2 separate regions of the Mus musculus genome follow, and region 1 is linked to region 2. A link is a contact called in public Hi-C data. All regions are on one chromosome and are shown on one strand. The core of a region is the stretch at or near the end of the contact, and the rest is flanking DNA. Distances in the headings are between cores, read along the strand shown. Region 1 overlaps Gm35438 (a long non-coding RNA gene). Region 2 overlaps Smarca2 (SWI/SNF related, matrix associated, actin dependent regulator of chromatin, subfamily a, member 2).

The links. A called contact is a pair of places that touch in the nucleus more often than the background predicts.
Region 1: a contact with region 2 is called in a Hi-C map of cortical neurons, with 1.9 times the contacts expected there. A contact is called at or near these places in 2 of 484 Hi-C or Micro-C datasets (both in cortical neurons), 4 of 130 datasets of targeted methods (the NIH/3T3 cell line, craniofacial prominence, embryonic basal ganglia and 1 more) and 1 of 9 other capture datasets (pancreatic islet).

The regions. Positions count from the first base shown.
Region 1 is chr19:27,259,417-27,263,670 of GRCm38.p6, reverse strand. Gm35438 (a long non-coding RNA gene) reads left to right here. Exons shown (of 8, transcript XR_003952921.1): 3 at 1,293-1,442. Among named protein-coding and RNA genes, the nearest start is that of Vldlr, 45 kb to the right of the region's middle.
Region 2 is chr19:26,728,433-26,732,853 of GRCm38.p6, reverse strand. The region is part of intron 27 of Smarca2 (SWI/SNF related, matrix associated, actin dependent regulator of chromatin, subfamily a, member 2); the gene reads right to left. Among named protein-coding and RNA genes, the nearest start is that of Gm46648, 93 kb to the left of the region's middle.

The sequences.
Region 1 (4,254 bases), core at 1,596-4,095, 530 kb before region 2:
CCAGTCTTTATGCCTGTGGTATTGCCCATGCAGCCCACACATCCCCCTCTGTCACGGTAGAGTTAGAGCCATTAGGTTTCTTAGAATGTCAGTTTTATTTTCCTTATGCCAAAGCATAAAGCAGCCCCCTCTCTTCTGTTTGCACCTGGCTTTCTTTTTTAAAGTTACTATTTTTAGAGCAGGCAATTTAAAAGTCAAAAGGTTCCACAATGATACAATGAAACCCAGCATTTACTTTCTTACTCATGCCTCTTCCCAAATGTATCTACACAGAGACAAGTATCATTAACTCTTACTGATTTTATTGCTAATAGTCTATCACACTCCATTTTCCAAATTATATAATTTTACTGTTTTGCCTTATTTTTTATTTGGTTAGATACCATCGATTGACTTATTACAATTAAATATGAGAATTTTCTCAAATTTTGTTCCCAGAGATCTGACATGTTCTTTTGGTCTCCATAGAGACCGAAAAACTAATGATACACACACACACACACACACACACACACACACACACACACACACACACACACACACGCACACACACACATACACACACAGACATTCATGTCCATTTATACACATATACAAACTCACATACAAACACATACATACAAATAGATAGGATAGATAGATAGATAGATAGATAGATTGATTGATTGATTTTGAAAAACAGATTAATGGACAATGTTGATTCCTAGCTTGCTCATCCTACTATCTATGAAAAGTCTCTGGTTTGTCTCTTTAAGATTGTATAGCTGATGATTCCTGTCAAGATTAGAGAATGATCTGTGTTATGAAAGACATCTAAAAGGTTTTCAATTTGCTGTGTGGATGAGAGTAGGTCTATATATTCCTTTACAATTCAGTATTTAAGAGAATTGGAACAAAACAGAAGCCAACAGTAGAACATAGTCCTGGTTCAGTCCTGCCCTGATGTTTGGGTGATAAAAGGATTATTTAGACAAATCTGTTACCGAGGAAAATGTTCATAATGTGAGAGAGATAATCAAGCGTTCATGTGTTTAAATGTGTATAATAATATTTTTTAAAAGAAAACTGCAAAATTGTTGTCATTATTAAATACTTTGAATTATAAGACAAAAACTGTGCTAACGAGATAAATGGCTCTTTAAATGTAAAACTAAAGAGGTGTCTTTTCAAAAAGCTTTCTCATTTGATGAAGTATAAGGAGACCACATTCTCGGTTGCATTGGCTTTCTTCCTATCTCTTGTCAGTGGTGTGACTCATAGACACTTTTGCCTTGACTCTTTGGCCAAAATAGGAGGTGAAATACAGTCTGAGCTCTGTGGCACCAAGTGACCCAACAACCCAAGGCCACTCTGTGTGGTGCAGACTAGAGACACATAAGGGGCCTGAGTCCAGGAGGTGGTTAGCATGAAGAGCGAGTGTGAACGAGCCACAGGCATCCTTGGTAAGCATTAAACTTTCATTGTATTGAGGGTCTTAGAAAAAAGAAATGTCAAGCACATGGCAGTAATTTTGAAAAATGTCATGTTGGCCCTTAAGATTGTATGTTCTCCCTGTCATTCTCTCTCCTTCCTGCTCTTTACCATTTTAATGAAGTTTCCTTACAATCTTGGATTTCAAAGGGCTTTTACTTAGTTGTCAGTTGACTTTTACAGAAAGCCTTCTCTAAGCTCTTCCTTACTCAATCCATTGACATGCCGTATTAGATTGCTTAATATTTAGCATTCCTGGACTAGCTTGGGAATTATGATTTGGTCATGGCAGATTATGTACTCTATACATTTGAATTTGATTTGCCAGCATGTTCTTTGGGAATTCTTTTCATTTGCCTTCATAAATGATGATAACCTATAAATTCGTGTAAGCAAGGATATGGATGCAAGCAATATATCAGTGTTAGAAGCAGGACAAGATTATTTCCACTCTAAGTAAAATATAGTAGGTAATCCATATTTATAATAAGAGACTGCATTGTTTATTTCTTAATAACTCATTAAATAAGTAGAGATGTATACCTGAAGAATTTTTATGTCTTTGATCATGGGGTGCATTGGCCTATTTTCTTATAATATTTCATCTAATTTTGTATCAAAATACCGTTTGCATCTTGAAATAATTTGAGAAATATCCTATAGCTTTCAATTTTCTGGAAGATATTAGGTAAGCACCATGCTACTGTTTTCTTAAGTATTTGTTGGGGATGGCTTTGAACCCCAGTCTCATGTGCAGACCCATGGTGTAAAAAACGATGGTGTCTACACAATTTGCTCAAGAAACTGAATCTAGCACTTGTAGGTAGGGAGAGAGCCTAGACACTGAAGAAAACATATTCTAATTGCCAATGTTGCTGAAGATAAAGCTTTTGGCTAACTTCGGAAGGCTTGGGGAGATCTGTTAACATAGGAGGGAACGTGACTCTCTCTGATGGAAACTGAAAGGAATGTTTTCTTCCTGGGAAGGCTATAAGAAGGCTGTCACCATGGACACTGAGGAGTGGCACCTCCTGCTTGGAGCTTCTCGTGAAGCTGAACAAATCTAGCCTGGCTTCACGCGTGCTCTATGAAGTACCAAGAATGAAATCAGGCCAGAACATTTTTAAAGAAGTCGGATTTTTCAAGGACTATCTTGGATTTCCTTTTCTTTGTATGTTTAAACAACCGTAGATGTTGAGAAATCCAAAGGACCTACTCATAACACCACTCTGCAAAGTTGCCAGCTGCCTACAACTCTGAAGATTTGTCCTATGATCAAGTACAATCTGGACTTGGTCTTCTGTTCTAGACATGGTGTTCAGGGAAATTCCTTCCACAGTGTTCATTGTATTGAAGGGAATAATACAGCAATATGTGATTGATTGCTACGGCTGCTCTCACCAAGTTGCCCTGCATTGCATCAGCTGCCAGCATAGGACAGGGCCAAATAAAAAGCTTAGTAAGGCCAATTGTAAGAATAGTGACGTGGGCTTATTTGAAGATCAAAACTACAGCATCCTGTAAATCTGTAATTGCTCTTGAAATTATCTCCTAAGATACAAGTTTTCTAAGAGTATCTTTTATGATTTTCTTCTGCCCTTTGAGTCCAACAAAACCTGTGTGTTAGTAAAGAACACATTCCTTGCTAATGCTAAGAACTGTTGCCAGGAGAAAGCCATAGTCAACATCTCTAGAAGACTTATTGGATTACAGAATAGGGCTCACTGGCACCCGTGTGAAAGTCTTGGCTTTGACAGTGTGGGTGGCGTTATTTTAACCACAGAACACCCTGCACTGTGATTCTTATTGTAAACCAAAGGTCTGTGGCATCAAACTTCAGTACGGTCTCTATTTGGGATGTGAGCCTGCCAAATGTGCACATGGCAAATGTGTTTTATTCAAACAGCTCTGGGGGGAAAGAGAGCTCACATTTGGATAGTGCGCATCTGTTTTCCCATCTGGTTCTCATAACAACTGTGTGCAGTGACTGAGTCAGAGTTTATCATTGGCTTGTTTGAAGGTGGAGAAATGGAGAGTCAGTAAGTGAAAGGAATTTACCAGAATTGTAAGGCAAGTAGGAAGCAGCTAAGATCAAAACTCGCAGCTTTCAGCCCAGACTCTCATGGTAGTACCAGTGTGGTAATTTCTTCACAATGAAAACAGACATTATAGTTAAGGGTTCAGTTTGAAAGATCAAAATAGACCCCAACCCCCCCCAAGCCACAGTGAAAGCCAACATTTCACTGCTGGAGCTAGATTTGTTAATTTCTCTCACCAGCCAGAGGGGTCTGGGTGGGTTTCCTGTAGCAGGGATGTGTCCCCTCCTGTGGAGTGGTCCTCAAATCCAATCAGAAGGCAGTTAGTGACCTTTCCCCCAACCCCGCCTGCAAAGCACTCATACCACCAATTGCACGGTAGGCATATCTTGCTGGTAGGTTAATGCTATTGCACAAAAGCTTCAAAGCTGAGTAAGACTGTGAAGGTTCTCCTCCAGCATTCTGCACAGCACCTTCTGGTTCTATGGACAATGATCGCCACGGAGGATGCTTAACAGCTCAGCTCCACCCTAATTTCTGTGTCCTTTAATGAAAATATGTTGTTTTGTCAATGTAGAATTGGAGGTTTTGTGAAATTTTCAATTGTTACACCTATATACAGGACCCCCCACAGTATGCGTCACAAAAGATACTGATTCTGTGGTTGGCTCTATCCATTTTGGTGCCATCTCAGGACTTATACATTGTATCTTAGGAGTACAGAAACACTAAAAGAAAAAATGGAGGT
Region 2 (4,421 bases), core at 299-2,798:
AAAAAAGACATCTCCAAACTTTTTTTCTTTCCCCATAGAAACAAATTAATTCCCCCCTCCCCCCAACTTCTTCTCAAGAGAATATGAACGTGCTGCTTCTTTGTATGTGTAAGGCCAGGGCAATTCTCCACAGTTCTTTTTGATGACTGAGTTTGATTTGAGAGCTAAATCCTGATTTCTTTCTTTCTTTCTTTCTTGTTTTTTTTTTTTTCGAGACAGGGTTTCTCTATGTAGCCCTGGCTGTCCTGGAACTCACTTTGTAGACCAGGCTGGCCTCGAACTCAGAAATCCGCCTGCCTCTGCCTCCCGAGTGCTGGGATTAAAGGCGTGCACCACTATGCCCAGCTTAAATCCTGATTTCTAACAATAAAATTCAAGACCAGAAATTCTAGCCATTAAGAGGTTTTTTTTTTTGTTGTTTTGTTTTTTTGTTTTTTTTTTTGTTTTTTTGTTTGTTTGTTTGTTTGTTTAAAAAAAAAGAAAGAAAGAAGAGAAAAGAAGAAAGAAGAAAAGCAATCATTTGCCCCAAGTCTGTCCGGCCTCTCAACCTTTACTGTTTATTTCTGCCAGCCCTCTGAGGACTATTCCTTCTGTTAAATTTACCCTGCTGAATTCTAACAAAAGGGGAACATACTGGGGTTAAATGGCTGTTATAGATATCTGGCCAGTGCATATAAAATAAAAGCTGTTGGAAGTTATTAAAATTCCTTTACTTCTGTCAAATATTCCCTCCCCCCAACCCCCCCACCCCCGCCCAGTAATTCACAGCTCTTAACGCCATTAATTAGTTCAGTCCTTCCACCCAAAGATGGAATGTGGTGAAACCTACATCTATTTTCTAGGGCCTTAGCTCTCCCTTGTGTATAAAAACGGAAATGCAGCTTGCTAGAAAATTCTGCCCCGGTAAATCAGATGACCTCATTTTAAAACCCAAATGCCATTAAAAAAAGTAAAAGGTCAATTGTTTTAAGTCTTGTAGTCTTTAAACAAAATTAAGGAGATTATTTAAGGTAACAAACAGAACATAAAATATAAAAATATAAAAAGTTCTAGGCATGTTATGCTGTAGATGAAGTCGCCAAGAAATCCTACCAGAATGAAATAAATTATTTTTAGAGAAAATTACATTTCCCAGAATCACAGATGTTCTCAGCCAAAACAGAGCTAAGAGATCCCAGCCTGTCTCTGATCTGGGGTGGATCAGACTTCGTCCAACCCAAACAGAGATGTTACCATGTTTCAAACCCTCCCAAAGGGTCTACAGCCTACCTCTTCATACACGTGAGATATTATTGTTTCTAATGTATTTCAGCAGAATTCCAAATATGCTATTTGAAACTCCAACCTCTTGGGTTTTTCTTGGGTATATGTATGTGTGTGTGTGTGTGTGTGTGTGTGTGTGTGTGTTTCTGGTACTTTATGAACACAATCTTCAGGGAGCTGTCTGCCTTCTATACTCTAGAGTTTGGCACCTTGGCTGCCTGCACTGAGTGGCCAAGTACAGAGATCCATCCTGTCTGGATGTGCATGCTGGCATGACAACACCTTCAAAATGCCAAAGTAAATTCCACGGTTTACGGTTTACCAATCATCCCGCCCCGCTGTTATCAATCTGAAGTGTTTTGCACTTCCTTTCATTTAGATCAGGCTTTGTGAAAAGAAAACTCCCAATGTCCTCCTCATGGAAAGCAGATGTGATCATGGGGACCCCAAAGATCCTCTAGAAATGCATACTCACATCTGGTAGCAGATTTATGGGGAGAAAGGAAAAAATATGGATGTTCTGTCTTTGCTCCTGAGAGGCTCATTTTTGAAATCTTATGGCCTCTGACAATACCTGTCTTATCGACTCGCCTCATCTCCATCACATCATAAAGATATTGGGGTCCAACTAGACAGGGCATCATTCCAAAAAAGAAAAAGAAAAAGAAAGAGAAAGAGAAAAAGAAAAAAGAAAAAAAAAAGAAAAAGCATTTTCCTTCAACGCCAGGAGCCTCTGTAGTCACCTTTAATCACACAGTGTTCAAAGAGCACACAGCGGACATGTGAGGTCCTATGGAAGCTCATGATAGTAAACAAGTTAAGTGGGACTTTTCAAAACCACGTTTTCAAGACATCAGATCCGCCACGTGACAAAGGCCTGCTCTCCAAAATCCGTTGTCTCCGCCCAGCTGTAATTACACATTAGACAGAGCACACAATCTACATCGTGTTCTAATTATCTCCAAGTGCTGGGGGGCAAAATCACTCCACTCTGCAATTAAACAAATTCCAGGTTATCGCTAAGCATTTTAAGGAAGAGAAGCATTCTGAAGTTGGCAGAGAGACCAAAGGAGCAGAGCAGAGCCCTCCAGAAAATCACCAGTCAGCTTAGCCTCTAGCTTTGCAGTAACCCCAGTTTGTCAAAGTCCCAGTCCTCAAGAACAACACCAGCATTGCGATGCTAGAAACATCTCAGGTAGAACACACATGACTGAAATCAAATGAAAAGCTCTGGCCCTACCCATGCTCTCTCATCACAACTCTGCCAATACTAGTAGACGGAATGCCTGCTCTCAAACACAAGCTACAGTATGCTTTTTAAAGGAAGTTAGCAAGACACCAATTATATCAGGAGCACAAACTGATGCATACAAGTTTAATGTTTAGCATGACACTGTTAACACCTTGGGTATAACCCCGCAGAAGCTACCAACTACTCACTGTAGAAGAATATTTTTAAGTCATGTTAACACGCTTTTCTGCACCTTCTAGATTGACTATCCCCGGTGCAAAAACAAGAACCGTTGTCTTAATAAAAAATGAGGATAAGGGAAGTTCACAGAGACAAAGAATGCCTTTGCTTTCTAAACCGGTATGAGTAGTATGAGCCCATCAGCAGACAGAATGTTAGCCAGGCTTCTTCAGGAGGCAGAAGCTGTTAGCCATTAGAGGAGGTGGGCATTTTCGAGAACTGTGAAACAGCCGAGTATGAGCCTCTGGTTTTTTAAAAGACATGCCTTCAAAGGGGGCATTATTTTCTTCTTCTTCTCTTCTTCTTCTTCTTCTTCTTCTTCTTCTTCTTCTTCTTCTTCTTCTTCTTCCTCTTCCTCTTCCTCTTCCTCCTCCTCCTCCTCCTCCTCTTCTTCTTCTCTTCTTCTTCTTCTTCTTCCTCTTCCTCTTCCTCCTCCTCTTCCTCCTCCTCCTCCTCCTCTTCTTCTTCTCTTCTTCTTCTTCTTCTTCTTCTTCTTCTTCTTCTTCCTCTTCCTCTTCCTCCTCCTCTTCTTCCTCCTCCTCCTCCTCTTCTTCTTCTCCTTCTTCTTCTTCTTCTTCTTCTTCTTCTTCTTCTTCTTCTTCTTCTTCTTCTCCTCCTCCTCCTCCTCCTCCTCCTCCTCCTCCTCCTCCTCCTTCTTCTCCCTCCTCCTCCTCCTCTTCCTTCTTCTTCTTCTTCTTTTTTTTTTTTTTTTTACTTCAGCTAAGACTGATATTGCCTGAATGTGAAATGTCATCTATGTGGGGACATGTCTTTGAACCCTTGGTTCCAAGCTGGTAGGGAATCTGGAAACGTTGAGACATAGAGACTTGAGGGCTGATGCAGCCTCCCAGAGCCTAGAGTTCCAAAGGCTATCCCTCCGTTCTGCTGAAGTTCTCTGCTTCCCGTTTGCCAAGTGATGTGACCAGCTGCAAGCTGGGGAAATTACAGCTGAGTTCATTCCAGCAGGCATCTTCTCCGCGGTGATAGCCTAAGGAGCTCCTGAACCACGAGCCTAAATAACCCTCTCTCCTCCCTCAAGTTGCTCCTGTTGGCTATTTAATTACAATATCAACAACAAAAAAAAGTTACTAATATAGATTCCTTGAGAATCTTAAAAGGAGACAGCTCTAATCATTGAATCGCTTATTTTGCGTGATCTGGGGGAAACTATGCTCACAGTAACACCGAGTCCTTCATTGGTAGGCGTCTTATTTTAACCATATGGTAATGAGCTGAGCATGCTCCAGAAAGTGCTCATCACCCGTCTTTTATTTGAACATGGTAAATGACCTCAAACCTAGCATGCTTAGAAATACCTGGGTCTCTATCTATGGTGATGTCTACCTGTATGCAGAGGTTTCCCCAATAAAAGCCACAGCTTCCTCCTCGTTCAGAAGATACGACTTTGAAAACTGAACACCTGTGGTCTCCTCACTGGAGCGGTACTAAACCCGTCCACCTTTGTCTCTTGGTTAGTTTATACTCATCAAGAAGCAAACTGGTTGTGTGCCATCACAGAGTGTCTTCAGTTCCAAAGGCCCAGAGACAGCCAGGGAGATGGGGTGGAGGTGGGGCTACTGAGAGTGTCATTGGAGAACAAGCATGGAGCACTCTTCCCAGGAAATTGCTCTGTGAAAGGAAGGCCAGGTGAAGAGGTTCCTTCCACGTAAGGAAAACGAACAGAGAG